2 separate regions of the Hordeum vulgare genome follow, and region 1 is linked to region 2. The links are chromatin contacts, called in public Hi-C maps. All regions are on one chromosome and are shown on one strand. The core of a region is the stretch at or near the end of the contact, and the rest is flanking DNA. Distances in the headings are between cores, read along the strand shown. Region 1 holds the start of LOC123425631 (protein TIME FOR COFFEE-like). Region 2 has its middle 140 kb from the start of LOC123425632.

Region 1 (6,419 bases), core at 3,483-5,982, 150 kb after region 2:
GTGTTTTTTCAATAGTGGTGGGAGTAAATGCACTCATGCAAAGGAGTGTGTAGAATTAATTAATACCGTGTTAGATAGGATAAACCATTGCATGTAAACCACATTTGGGAGTTGCTAAATTCTCAACACCCCGAATGCACCCCTCCATGTCTTCTCAGAACCGCTCTTTGGACATTTTATAAATCTTTGATCAATCATCATGAATGACAAGGCAAAGTCATGGCCATTCACTATCACTTTGTTATACTCCCTCTGATCTCCAAAGAAAGTCACGAGTCTTGCTTCCGATCTTCCACCAAGGAAGGGCACACTATAGCTATTTTGGCATTTCGCTGCAAACATAACTCTCTTCGCAAATCACATGTAGCGGTTATTCCAAACCTCATGCATGCCACATAGATAGCTTCTAATGCGGCCAATGTGTGAAGCATCATGGACACGTGGATTGGCTTTCCCAACACGGCCACACGAGCTAAGTGACGACGCATGCATGGGAAACAAGATGCATAAGGGCATGCACACACACCTAGGGGGGACAACACCCCCCCACGCGCACACATTTTTTCTCAATTCACAATTTAGAAATTGGCGAGAGGAATAAGACGGGAGAAAAATCAAGAAATGACCCCGTACGGTCTATTTATAAGGGAAGGTTTGAAACCGAAGCGGCGCAGCAAAAATAATGGATTAAAGCAATTAGCGGCGGCTGTGTCGCCTTGATTTTCGCATCTGCCTAGATTTGACTACTGTTCAAAAACAAGATTCGTCATCATGACCCGTCCATGTCAACAGTCATTATGATGATATGGTGGCGAAGGAGATAAAAAAGAAGCTAAGTGTTGGACAGAAGAAATAAACCGACATATTATCAACTCGGACACGTCATCAGCAAGGAGAAATATCGGCTTAAGGGTAAAAGGATCAAAGCTTAACTTCATCTATGAAGGCTCTTTTTCATTTTTCAAGTTGGAGTTTAACATGGATGAATCCAAATTAAAATGGGGGCTAATGTTGGGGATATACCCCATGGCGTAACCCGCCCACGGCATGACCCGACCTTCCAAATCCAACCAAATAACAAGACCTACATGAGACATGAGGCCCAAGGGGGGGCTCGTCTTGAAGGTCGGGTTACGCAATCACCTGGTGGGCTGACTCGTTGCGGAAGACATAAGAAGCTTTCCCTACTTGGATGAGAAGATGAGTAGGAATTAGACTAAGTCACGGGTTGCAGTACGACCCAGACTCTATTGTGATCTTAGGGCCTCAACCTATAAATAAAGGGGACCCCTGAGGTAGAAATGACAAGTTAGAAATCCTCGAGAGTTAGGTTAGAGATTTCGAACCCTTGTAATCGAGATCATCATCAATAAAGACAAAAAGGAGGACACAGGTTTTTACCTCCATCGGAGGGGCCGAACCTGGGTAAACTCTTGTCTCTCATTCCCGATCAACCCCATCCAAGCAACCACCTAGTTGTGATAGCTCCTAGACTTAGTCCTATCACGAGGATTTTCGTCGTGACAAAACCATGACATGTTCTTTCATTGTTACTTTGTTATACTCCCGCCAACCTGTGAAGGAAGTCATGAGTCTTGCTTCTATTTGCCAGTAAGGAAGGCCACACTTTGCTATTTTGGTCTTTTCCCTCAGAACCTATCCCTCTCCACTAATTTCGTGTAGCGGTTACTCCAAATCTCGTGCATGCCACATACATAGCTTCTATTATGGACAATGGGTGAAGGATCAAGGGCATGTGGATTGGCTTCTCGAGCATGGGCACATGGGCTAAGCGATAGTGCATGCACATGAAACGAGATACACATGCGCATGCACACGCACACTTATAGGAATGATTTTGAGCAAAAGCACCTACCACACGCACACGCTTTTCTCCATTCAAAATTGAGAAAATTGATGTGTTTTTCAATAGTGGTGGGAATAAATGCACTCATCCGGAGGAGTGTGTAGAATTAATTAATATCGTGTTAGATAAGATAAATCATTGCATGTAAACCACATTTGGGAGTTGCTAAATTCTCAACACCCCGAATACACCCCTCCATGTTTTCTCAGAACCGCTCTTTGGACATTTTATAAATCGTTGATCAATCATCATGAATGATAAGGCAAAGTCATGGCCATTCACTATCACTTTGTTATACTCCCTCTGATCTCCAAAGAAAGTCACGAGTCTTGCTTCTTATCTTCCACCAAGGAAGGGCACACTATTGCTATTTTGGTATTTCCCTCCAAACATAACTCTCTTCGCAAATCACATGTAGCGGTTATTCCAAACCTCATGCATGCGACATAGATAGCTTCTAATGCGACCAATGGGTGAAGCATCATGGGCACGTGGATTGGCTTTCCGAACGCGGCCACACGAGCTAAGTGACGACGCATGCGTGGGAAACAAGATGCATAAGGGCATGCACACACACCTAGGGGGGACAACACCCCCCCACGCGCACACATTTTTCTCAATTCACAATTTAGAAATTGGTGCACTTTTTCAAGAGCGATGAGAGTACATGCACACATTAGGAGGAGCGTTTAGAATTAATAATCTTGTATTTGATATGATAATCTCTACTCGGAGACCGCCATTCGCAGTTGCTAATTTGGCAACAACTAGAATACACCTCTTTGTGTATTTCTTGGAACTCCTTCTTTGGAGATTATATAAAGTTTTGACCAATCACCATGAATGGAAGGCACGGTCATGGCCGTTCATTATCACTTTGGCATGCTCCCTCTGATCTCAAAAGGAAGTCGAGAGTCTCGCTTCCCGTCCCCGACTAACGAAGGGCACATAGTGCTATTTCAGCAAATTTGCCGGATCTAACCCTCTCCCATCGTCCTTTCCAAAAATCACTCATAGCAGTTATTTCAAATCTCACAAATGCAATAAGCATAGGTGTGAAGTTGGCCAACGGGCGAAGCTTCAAGGACACATGGTCTTCCCAAACTATGGGCATGCGGGGTGAGCAACAACGCACACAAACACACAAAAAGGGCACACATGTGCATGTCGTGTGTGTTTGTCGATGTGCGAGGGAGGGGAGGAGGAGGGAACACCCACGTTTTATTGAGTTAATCGAGATGCCAAGGAAAAATGTTCTTGATGCCCTTCTTTGAGGAAGCGTGTGCTTGTTGTTGTCCATTGCATTCAAAGTTTACTATCCATATGTCCTTTCCCTTTTCATGAATCAAAATCTTGTGTCCTTGCTAACCACGTCAAATTAAACACCACATGTACCTTCTACATACACTCAGTGACATAAGCAAAAAGAAGCCTACAACGGACGCGGAGTTTCTATAACTAGGCACAAATGTTCAAAATAAAATAATAAATTTAAAGAAATGATATATTTTGGAAATACTTGTTGTGCATTCAAAATTTCATCATGAAATCATATTTGTAAAGTCATGATAAAAAAACAAAATCGATCCTCTAACTTTGTTTTCCAAAAATACACCCAAATTGAGTTTTTTAAAAAAAAAAAGTGATTCGCAGGCATATTTTCATTGATAGCCACCTACTGAAAATATGCCTTGAATTACTCTTTATTTCTTTTCAAAATTCAATTTGGGTGTACAATGCTGGAAAGAAGGCGCACGTGGCTCGTTTAAAAAACTTGCAATTTAAAGCGAGCAGCAGTACGTCGCCATGCATATATGCACCCGATGCCGGTGGCGTCTGGATCCAGAACACGACGCCCCGCACCGCACCACACCACACCACAGCGAAAACATTTAAATTTAAATTTACCGGCCTTCAATGCTCCAAAGTTAGTGTAAGTAAAACCGCGCCAATCCGCGTATACAATGACATCTTCCGGATCTCCTCCGTGGTAATGATATTAAACTACTGGGTGTTTTCAAGGAATATCTTACTAATAATTCATCAGAGTAGAAGTAGGCCAGTGGTGCGGTGAAGGTTGGTGGCCGGCGGGCCCCGCCGACGTCACCCCCTCCGCCACGTCGGAGCCCACGAGCAGAACGTTAGGAAAGAGAAAAAGAAAAAGGAAAGAAAAGCGGATGAGACGGGAGATGCCCGGGCCCGCGCGTGGGCCCCGCCCGCCTCCACTGCCGCTGCTGCTGCCTGGAGACTTTCCTCGTGCCCTTTTAACCCACCCGTAGCAACCAACCGGTGCGCGCAGGCGCCACGTCAGCCCGGTTAAACCGCACCGCACTGTCCAGATCAGGCGGCCCATCCGTCCACGCGGACCCCGCGCGCGGTGGTCCCGTGCCAAAGCCGATGGCGTAGCGCCATTTCATCTTTATGTACTCGTATTGTATTATTCTTGCTTTATTTTGCGTGGAGTGTTGAGTTTTTACAAGAGGATAAAAAGATTTGTTAGGGAAGCGAACAAACGGGCGTGCCGCCATCCATCAACCACCCACCTCCCGTTGCCGGTGGGTTTCACCCCGCTCGGCTGCCCCGCCACGTGTCGGTCATCGGGCCATGCTTGTGGCGTAAGGAAGCGTCCACGAGATTTTATCGCGTGTTGGGTGGTAGGCGGTGGGGGCGGCCACGGTGGCAGGCGCGCGGGGGTCGGGGCCGTCGGATGCGTCGGGCGGATCCTGGCCGTCGGATGCGGGGATGGGCAGCGACAAAAAGAGGATGAGGCCTAGAAAGCGAGCCACAAGGGGAGGGGAGGAGGCCACACCAGAGAAGCAGCAGCCATTCCAGCCGAGGGAGAGAAGAGAGGAGAGCACTCTCTAGGAGGAGCAGCACCACCACCGATACAGAGAGAGAGAGAGAGAGAGGAGAGATACTTGTGAGCACGAGGGGAAGGAGAAGGAGGGCGGGCTCTCTCGCTCTGCCCGTGGGGATTTGTTGAGGCGGTTGGTGCGCGGATCTGCGCGGCGGCGGTCTGCCGGGACGCCGGCGGCGACTAGGAGGGAGGGAGATCGGAGGCGCATGCCTCAGATCTGACATGGAGCGGATCCGGGAAGGCAGGAGGGCCGCCGTGTCCATGTCCGGCGGGGCGCCTCCGCCGCGGCGGCGGCTCAGGAGCAACGGCGGCGGCGTCTCCGGCGGCGCGGGGCCGAGGGACTCGCCTCGGTCCGACAGGAGGCGGGGGGATCGCCTCATGCTCAACGGCAACGGCCGCGACGACGGCGACGACACATCCGACGACAGCCTCGGCGACGACGATGACGACGCCGACGAGGACCTCGGACCGGCCTCCGCGCCCAGGTACCCGCCGGTGCAGCGCCGCTCGCCCAGCACGGCGCCTCCGCCGTCCCCGCCTCAGCCGAGCGGCGCCGGCCACCACCACAGCAGCAGCAGCAGCGGCGGCGGCGGCGGTTACAACAACCACCACCACCACGGCCAGCAGCAGATGCACCGGAAGGGGGGCTCCAATCCGAAGAGCCCCATAGTATGGAAGGCCGCCGACGAAATGATCGGTGTTCCAGTCCCCAGGAAGGCGCGCTCAGGTACGCACCACAACCACAAAGCACGCAATTTTCCGCCCTTGTTGCCGCTTCTTCCTGTTTCTTATCTCCTCTTCTTCCCTAATCTCACCGTTGTTCCTCGTGTTTTCCGCAGCTTCCACCAAGAGGTCTTCGCACGAGTGGACAGGCCCCGGCGGTGGAACCGGCGGCGCCGGCGCTGTAGAAGCCTCGCAGATCCAGCGTCCTTCACGGCCGATCTCGCCGGCTTCCACATCGACCACCGCCCCTGTTAGGAAAAAGCTGGTGCGTTTTTTTCAGGCCGACAGAATCCATCTCCCCTCATGATTCCTTAACTCTAGCACTTACTGATTTCTCTCCCTCTCCGATGTCTCACAGAAAACGATTGGTGGCGGTGGGAGCAGCGGCGGCGGTTCTGGACCTGCACCGAAGCAGCGGCCGTCGCCGGCCTCAGCTCCTTCGGCAGCGCCGCCTCAGCCATCACAACCAAAGATTTCCAAGTCGCCGTCCTTCATCCAGGAGGAGATCGAGGTCGCCGAGGTGCTATTTGGCCTGACGCGGCAGTTCCCCTGCCCTCCCAAGCAGGAGAACATGAATCACAAGCCGGAGCCAAAGGACGCGCCGGAGGCCAAGTCTGGGAACTCTTCGCCGGCTCCGTCGTCATCTGGCGTCCGGCCGGCAGATTCAGCCTCTCTCACCACTACAGGTAGCAGCTCGTCAATTTTAATCTTGTAACGATTTTTTGTTGCTAATTTTGGTTTTGTGGGTCTAATAAACTTCCTCACTGCTTTTCCCAGCCCCAAAGAGGAAGCGGCCACGGCTGGTCAAGTACGACAACGAGAACCGCCCGCCGAGCCCAGCAAAGCCGGACACGGCAGAGCCGCCCTCAAGGCAGGAAGTGCTTCCGGTGCCAAGATCAGATGCGAAGCCGTCGGTGTCGGCTGTGGCCGAAAGTGGCGCCAGCACCACCGCCGCTGCCTCCGCCACGGCTG
Region 2 (6,282 bases), core at 952-3,451:
TATCTAAGGCAGCATGGTCTTGGTGCGGCTCCAATCCATAGGGATCTGACTAGGTTACACTCCTAGCCTGCGAACGCTCTAGCTCCTTGACGACGGACGACGGATCCTTATGTGAACCTGGCCATGTTAAAGGCCGCTAAGTACTTTTGAATGTACTCACAACCAAAACAAACTAACATATACACTAAGCAATGCAATCCATGGCATTCAAGCATGCATTTGTAATTAGAGCAATATTAATCATCATGTCATAGCTTACCTATCTAGCAGGATTAAATATCATGATATAACAGGATTATCCAGCAAGATGACTACTAAAGTAAATACGATATGGTAAAGCATATTAAGTAAATAATTTATACTCCGAATGTTCTCCTGGTCCAATCTGAGTCTGATCCAAATCTAATCCGAATCATGTGGTCATGCGACTACTCATCTGATAGCCATCACATGGCTAACATATCATATTCCTGACATCGTCCGATGTCTATGCATCTGAGCCGAGTTATTCCATCATTATTATCACTGTTGCGGTTGACCACCTACTGAGGTTTCGACGGGTTGTCCAATACCGTGGACATGGCTATTCGAATAGATTTGACACTCTGCACAGGTTGCACACTTTACCCACATCATGGAGCATCTGACCTCGTGATCCCATTTGAGTGGACCAGCGTTGATCCAAAGAAACCTGCCAGACCCGTGACTCTCCCATCATACCACCGGCATTTATCCTCCCTCGGAGTCCTGCCCTGGGTGGCCCATGTGTCCTCATGACACCTGCCACCGTTGTGGCCAAACTAACCTGTCCCAAACGGGGACTCCCGGGTTAAACAATCAACTTGGCTCACAAGGTTATCGCCACCCACCGGGCAAGGTAGCCCGTGCGCATAACCTTCCATGTCTAGAGGTACCGGTGAAAGAGCACGTGATCAGACCAAGTCAAGGCCGTCCCATACTGGCAAATGTGGATGCACAGATAAGCCCGAACAGGTGACTCTAGATCAACCGATTATGTTTCACTTTAGCAGCATTTATCAAGAATCGTTATGTATCACGACAACTTGAGATGACAACTACTATGCATTAAAATAAATTACTTTCAATATTCACCTAGCAATTTATGCAAGTAATGTAAACAGTAAGTGCAATCAAACTGAAGTTTAACTATTCCTGTCACAGGCATAATTATTAATTAAACACACATGAATAACACAAAGCAATGATGTAGGTCATATATCAGATGGCCGGCTTGCATGGGGTCGAAGAATACTCCGGGAAGAAATGCGGAGAGTCCGCGGAAAGGATCGCCGGAAACTGTTCTCTCTCGGAGGGGGCTCAATCGAGCTATGGTCGCGAAGATACGAGCGTTCATTCATTAGGCTGTAAAATGGGCAAAACAGTGTCCACCACAGTTCCTAACGGGTGAATGCTCAATCTTCAGCACTTTTGACCAACGGCTAAGAAAGGAGAAGGCGCCTTTCCAGCGTTTACGCTTTCAGTAACCGAAAGTGTATTATCATCGAAACTGTGCCGAAGTATGCTTTTGAAGTCAGAAAGTGTAATTTAGAAATACGCTTCCACTAATCCCAGTCAACAGGCGGACTGGTCAATGCCGACTGGCTGACACGGGGGGGGCACGTGGCTCCTCTCTCTCTCTCCTCCCTGGCCATCGTTTTCCTCGCGACCAAAGGGAAGAGGCAGAGGGGGCCTTGGGTCGCGCCTTGGTCCTCGCCCTACTGCACTTACGGTCCGGCCGGCGAGCGGGATGGCTCGGTCGTGCTATGCCACAGCCGCTCGTGGCCTCGGGGTCGCCCGGGATGGCCGGTAGCACCATTGTCGCGGCTCAGGCGTCGGCGACAGAAGAGCTCCAACAGGGAACTGCGCCAGCAGGACCTCCCTGGCGGAATGGAGCGCAGCGGCGGCTTCGCTAGATCCTGGGGTCGACTTCCAAGATGAAGAGAGGGAGTGGGAGGGGCTATGGGGATGGATTTGGCTGCGGGATTGGTGGTGGGCTCACGACCATGGATGGGAGGAGGGGACTTCCCGATCTTGATTGGAGGAGGGGCTGGGCTTCCTCGTGAGGAGGGGAGCTCAGGGATGTGCTTATATAGCTGCAGGGAGGGCTTCTAGAGGACGACCGAAGCTCTGGGAATTCGGTGCTGTGGCGGCACTCGGGCGGAGCACCTCATGTCGGCACACTGATCCAGGGAGCTAGGGGACGAGGGGGAGAGGGTTCCAGAGGTCCCACGCACGCGGTGGGAAGCTCGTAGGCACGTCCAGACGAGCCAAAGCTCGCTCGAGACGAGCTCCCTAAGGATCCAGTGCATAGTGCATCGAATTGGCGTGCTCTGTGCATGGTCACCATGTGTCCACAGCATTGCCACGCCTCGCTCGCAACCAAACCGTGTCTGGGGTCTTCTCCTTGCTTTGCTGAGTTGACTAGAGAGGTTTTGGAGGGGAGTGGGGGCGAGAGATGACAGATGAGAGCTCACATGTGTGCTGGCATGAACGTGTTTGACAGGTTGCATGGCCACCACAGTGCTCACCTTGGACTGATCTTCGGCAAAGAGTGGTCACTCACTAGGGTCACCATTCTTACCAAAATTCAGCACCAATGGATTGCTCTAGATGGCACCTCCTTTGCAAACTTGCAAACTGGCCAGAAATGGAAATGAGAATGCTGGGGAAAATTGGAAAGATGAAAACAGCTGGAATTTGGTGGATACAAATGATTTGATGATAATAAGACTGTGTAAAAGTTTCATGCAATTTAGAAATACCAAAATGGTACTTGCTTCACAGAGCTTTCAAATGAACAGAAACTTAGCAAATTGCTGGGATAAAATGGATAGATAAATTGAGCTGGTTTTTGGAATCCATGGGTGATTTAGCAATGTCAACCACCATGAAAAATTGCAGCTTAAATAGATAAAGGAATAGAGCACTTCCTTTGCAACTTGCCCAACTGGACAGAATCTGCAAATTGATGTTGGGCTCAAAATTTGAACTATGAAACTTGGGTTCTTGGTGGAAATGGGGAATATGAGAAGCTCCACAATTTATTTGGGATTTTTCCTGGCTACCAAAATGGTAGTTCCTTTAGAAAGTGCCCAAAATGCAATATAGGCATTAAATAAGAAAATGCAATTAATCCTATCTAATTATGGCCTAATCTTAATATGATCACAAAGAATATCTCCACAACTTTTCATGAACTCTGTTGATGGATAGATATTTTCTTGGATTTAATTCCTTTAACTTGCAGAAAAAGGAATTAATTATAAATGAAAAATATTGCAAATGACTTGGCAATATTTTTGCATTTCGAGGGTTTAAAGATAAGGGATGATCAGTGAGAAAAGTTTGGGAGTCAACATGGCCAAGGGAATTGGGGTTCCTTTGTAAGTGGAAGGATTAGGGTTTCCCTTCCGGCAACTAGGAAGGTTGGGTTTTGGCAGCAAAACCTGAAGAAAAGATCTTGGGTGGCAAGGTTGGACTTGAGAGAATCTCTGGTTGGATAGGGAAGGCAAGGCTAGATGACCATCTTCACATACCCAAGAGCTAGAGATATCCGATAACACCGAGAAAAAGGACGAGAGTCAAATCCCGCAAAATAATAAAAACATGAGCGAAAATCAGGGTGTTACAAACCTACCCCCCTTAAGAAAATCTCGTCCTCAAGATTTCCAAGCTTACCTCCTCGTGAAGGGGGACTTACCTGTGTGCGACTTGGATCCATCAGTTGTCCTGTCTTCGTGGGTTCGCTGACCCTTTAACTGTCTCTTCGGAGGGGCCAGGTGTTGTCTCTGCACAAAGCTTTCTTGAATCCTTATCTTTCCTGTCAGATGTACCCTTTATTCTGATAGTGGTGTTGCAGGGTGGGGTAGCGGGTACTACCAACAAACATCTTAGTTTCCACGGCCTGAGAGTATCTCCTTCGGGATTTATTGTAATGCTTCGTACCCTAATTGTCATGCGTAATACATCCTTTCCTGGTACCAGGCTCACGTGCTCGTATGGCCTTGAGTGAATGGGAGTGGCTTTCTTTTGCCGTGTCATAATGTCAATTTGGTTGTGGGTTTCATTCTGATGTTTCCTTCTGGCTTATGCATCCTGACTTTGCCCTTAGGTGATCCATAAATCAAGGAATCAGCATGACCGAGCTATTGCTGCTATATCCTCAACTTAAATGTCATGCATGATCACAAAATAATCATAGACAGTAATCTCTTATTCCAATGATGTCATGATATCTACGAGCTCTTGATGTTGGTACGCTTTGAGCCATCCTATCTTGTTTCAAGCTCTACCGCTCGTAGAGATGGCTCTGTTTATATATATAGCCTTTGTAGTCCTTGCTGTGACCACCGAGCTAAGCATAGTATCGCTATCATCTGATGTATCTTTTGGAGCATAGCCTCTTTTCTGGGTTGATGGCCGATATTCATGATGAGTACGGAAACTCACTTGTAACCGCAAGGAGTGCATTGTTGTGGCCACATATGCAAGAGCTAGATGGCAGTTCTTTACCTGTCCTCGCAGTTGAGGGATATATTTTAGTTTTAGCGTCTTTCAGATTCTTCATAGCGATCAACAAATATAAATTCCAAGTGACTCAGAGAATAAAGCTATGCTCCCCGACAACGGCGCCACAAAAAGGTCTTGATAACCCGCAAGTATAGGGGGTCGCAACAGTTTTTGAGGGTAGACTATTCAACCCAAATTTATTGATTGACACAAGGGGAGCCAAAGAATATTCTCTAGTGTTAGCAACTGAGTTGTCAATTCAACCACACGTGAAAGACTAAATATCTGTAGCAAAGTATTTAGTAGCAAAGTAGTATGGAAGCAACGGTAACGGTGGCAAACGTGACAATAGCAGTTTTGTAGTGATTGTAACAATAGCAACGGAAAAGTAACTTAGCAAAGATCAATATGTGGAAATCTAGTAGGCAATGGATCAGTGATGGATAATTATGTCGGCTGGCATTCATCATGCAACAGTCATAACATAGGGTGATACAGAACTAGCTCCAATTCATCAATGTAATGTAGGCATGTATTCCATATATAGTCTTACATGCTTATGGAAAAGAACTTGCATGAAATATTTTGTCCTACCCTCCCATGGTAGTGGGGTCCTAATGGAAACTAAGGGATATTAAGGCCTTCTTTTAATAGAGAACCGGACCAAAGCATTAGCACATAGTGAATACATGAACTCCTCAAACTACGGTAATCACCGAAAAGAATCCCAGTTATTGTCACCCTGGGGGATGCGGATCATAACTCATAATAGGTGTCTACAACTTGCAAGATAGGATCAAGAACACATATATATTCATGAAAACATAATAGGTTCAGATCTGAAATCATGGCCCTCGGGCCCTAGTGACAAGCATTAAGCATAGCAAAGTCATAGCAACATCAATCTCAGAACATAGCGGATACTATGGATCAAACCCTAACAAAACTAACTCGATTACATGATAGAGCTCATCCAACCCATCACTGTACAACAAGCCTACAATGGAATTACTCACGAATGGCAGAGAGCATCATGCAATTGGTGATGAAGGATGGTTGATGATGACGACAACGTCGATTTCCCATCTTCGGAACCCAAATCAGACTCCAGATCTGCCCTCCCGAGGAAGAACAGGAGGAGGTGGCGGCTGCGTATCGTAAAATGCGATGAACTCTTCTCTCTGTTTTTTATCCCATAATAGGAATATATATAAGTGGAAACAAGGTCGGAGGAGCCACGCGGGCCGCACAAGCCACGGGCGTGCCCTAGGGGGGACGCCCTGCAGGCTTGTGGCCAGGTGGTGGCCCCTCTCCGGTTGATTCTTTCTCCAATATTTTTTATTAATTCCAAAAATATTCTTCGTAAATTTTCAAGTCAATCTAAGAACTTTTATTTCTGCACAAAAATAACATCAAGTTAATTCTGTTGAAAACAACGTTACTCCGAGTTAGTTCCATTCAAATCATGCAAATTAGAGTGCAAAACAAGGGCTAAAGAGTTTGGAAAAGTAGATACGTTGGAGACATATCACCCATCTATATATAGGCTAGAGGGCACGAGAGGGCATCCAAAACCCTCCTAGGGCCAGCCACAAGGGAGCAAACCCTTTAAACATGAAGATAACATTGTATCTCTAGATTCAACCCTTTAAATTTAGATATAACATCTTATCTCTATATATAAATGACATGTGCCTTGGGGAATGGTGCAGGCAGCCGAACCTTCCTGGTACTCTACCAAAAAATCATGAA

The links. Hi-C and Micro-C count contacts between places; a contact is called where the count stands out from the background.
Region 1: a Hi-C map of leaf shows a contact between it and region 2, with 2.3 times the contacts expected there. The contact joins the promoter of LOC123425631 here to the enhancer-like site in region 2. A contact is called at or near these places in 1 of 6 Hi-C or Micro-C datasets (leaf) and 1 of 1 datasets of contacts at active chromatin or transcription factors (embryo).

Annotation. Positions count from the first base shown.
Region 1 is chr2H:153,259,373-153,265,791 of MorexV3_pseudomolecules_assembly, forward strand. It overlaps LOC123425631 (protein TIME FOR COFFEE-like), which reads left to right and starts at 4,733. Exons shown (of 12, transcript XM_045109329.1): 1 at 4,733-5,451; 2 at 5,564-5,712; 3 at 5,806-6,133; 4 at 6,225-6,419. The coding sequence starts at 4,947. LOC123425632 (a long non-coding RNA gene) reads right to left here and starts at 4,560. Exons shown (of 5, transcript XR_006621867.1): 1 at 1-4,560.
Region 2 is chr2H:153,116,485-153,122,766 of MorexV3_pseudomolecules_assembly, forward strand. No RefSeq gene overlaps it. Among protein-coding and RNA genes, the nearest start is that of LOC123425632, 140 kb to the right of the region's middle. Within about 2 kb of position 2,202, at least 2 of the 3 cell types and tissues checked have open chromatin away from gene starts, as enhancers often do. A contact at or near this core is called in leaf, where this site is marked.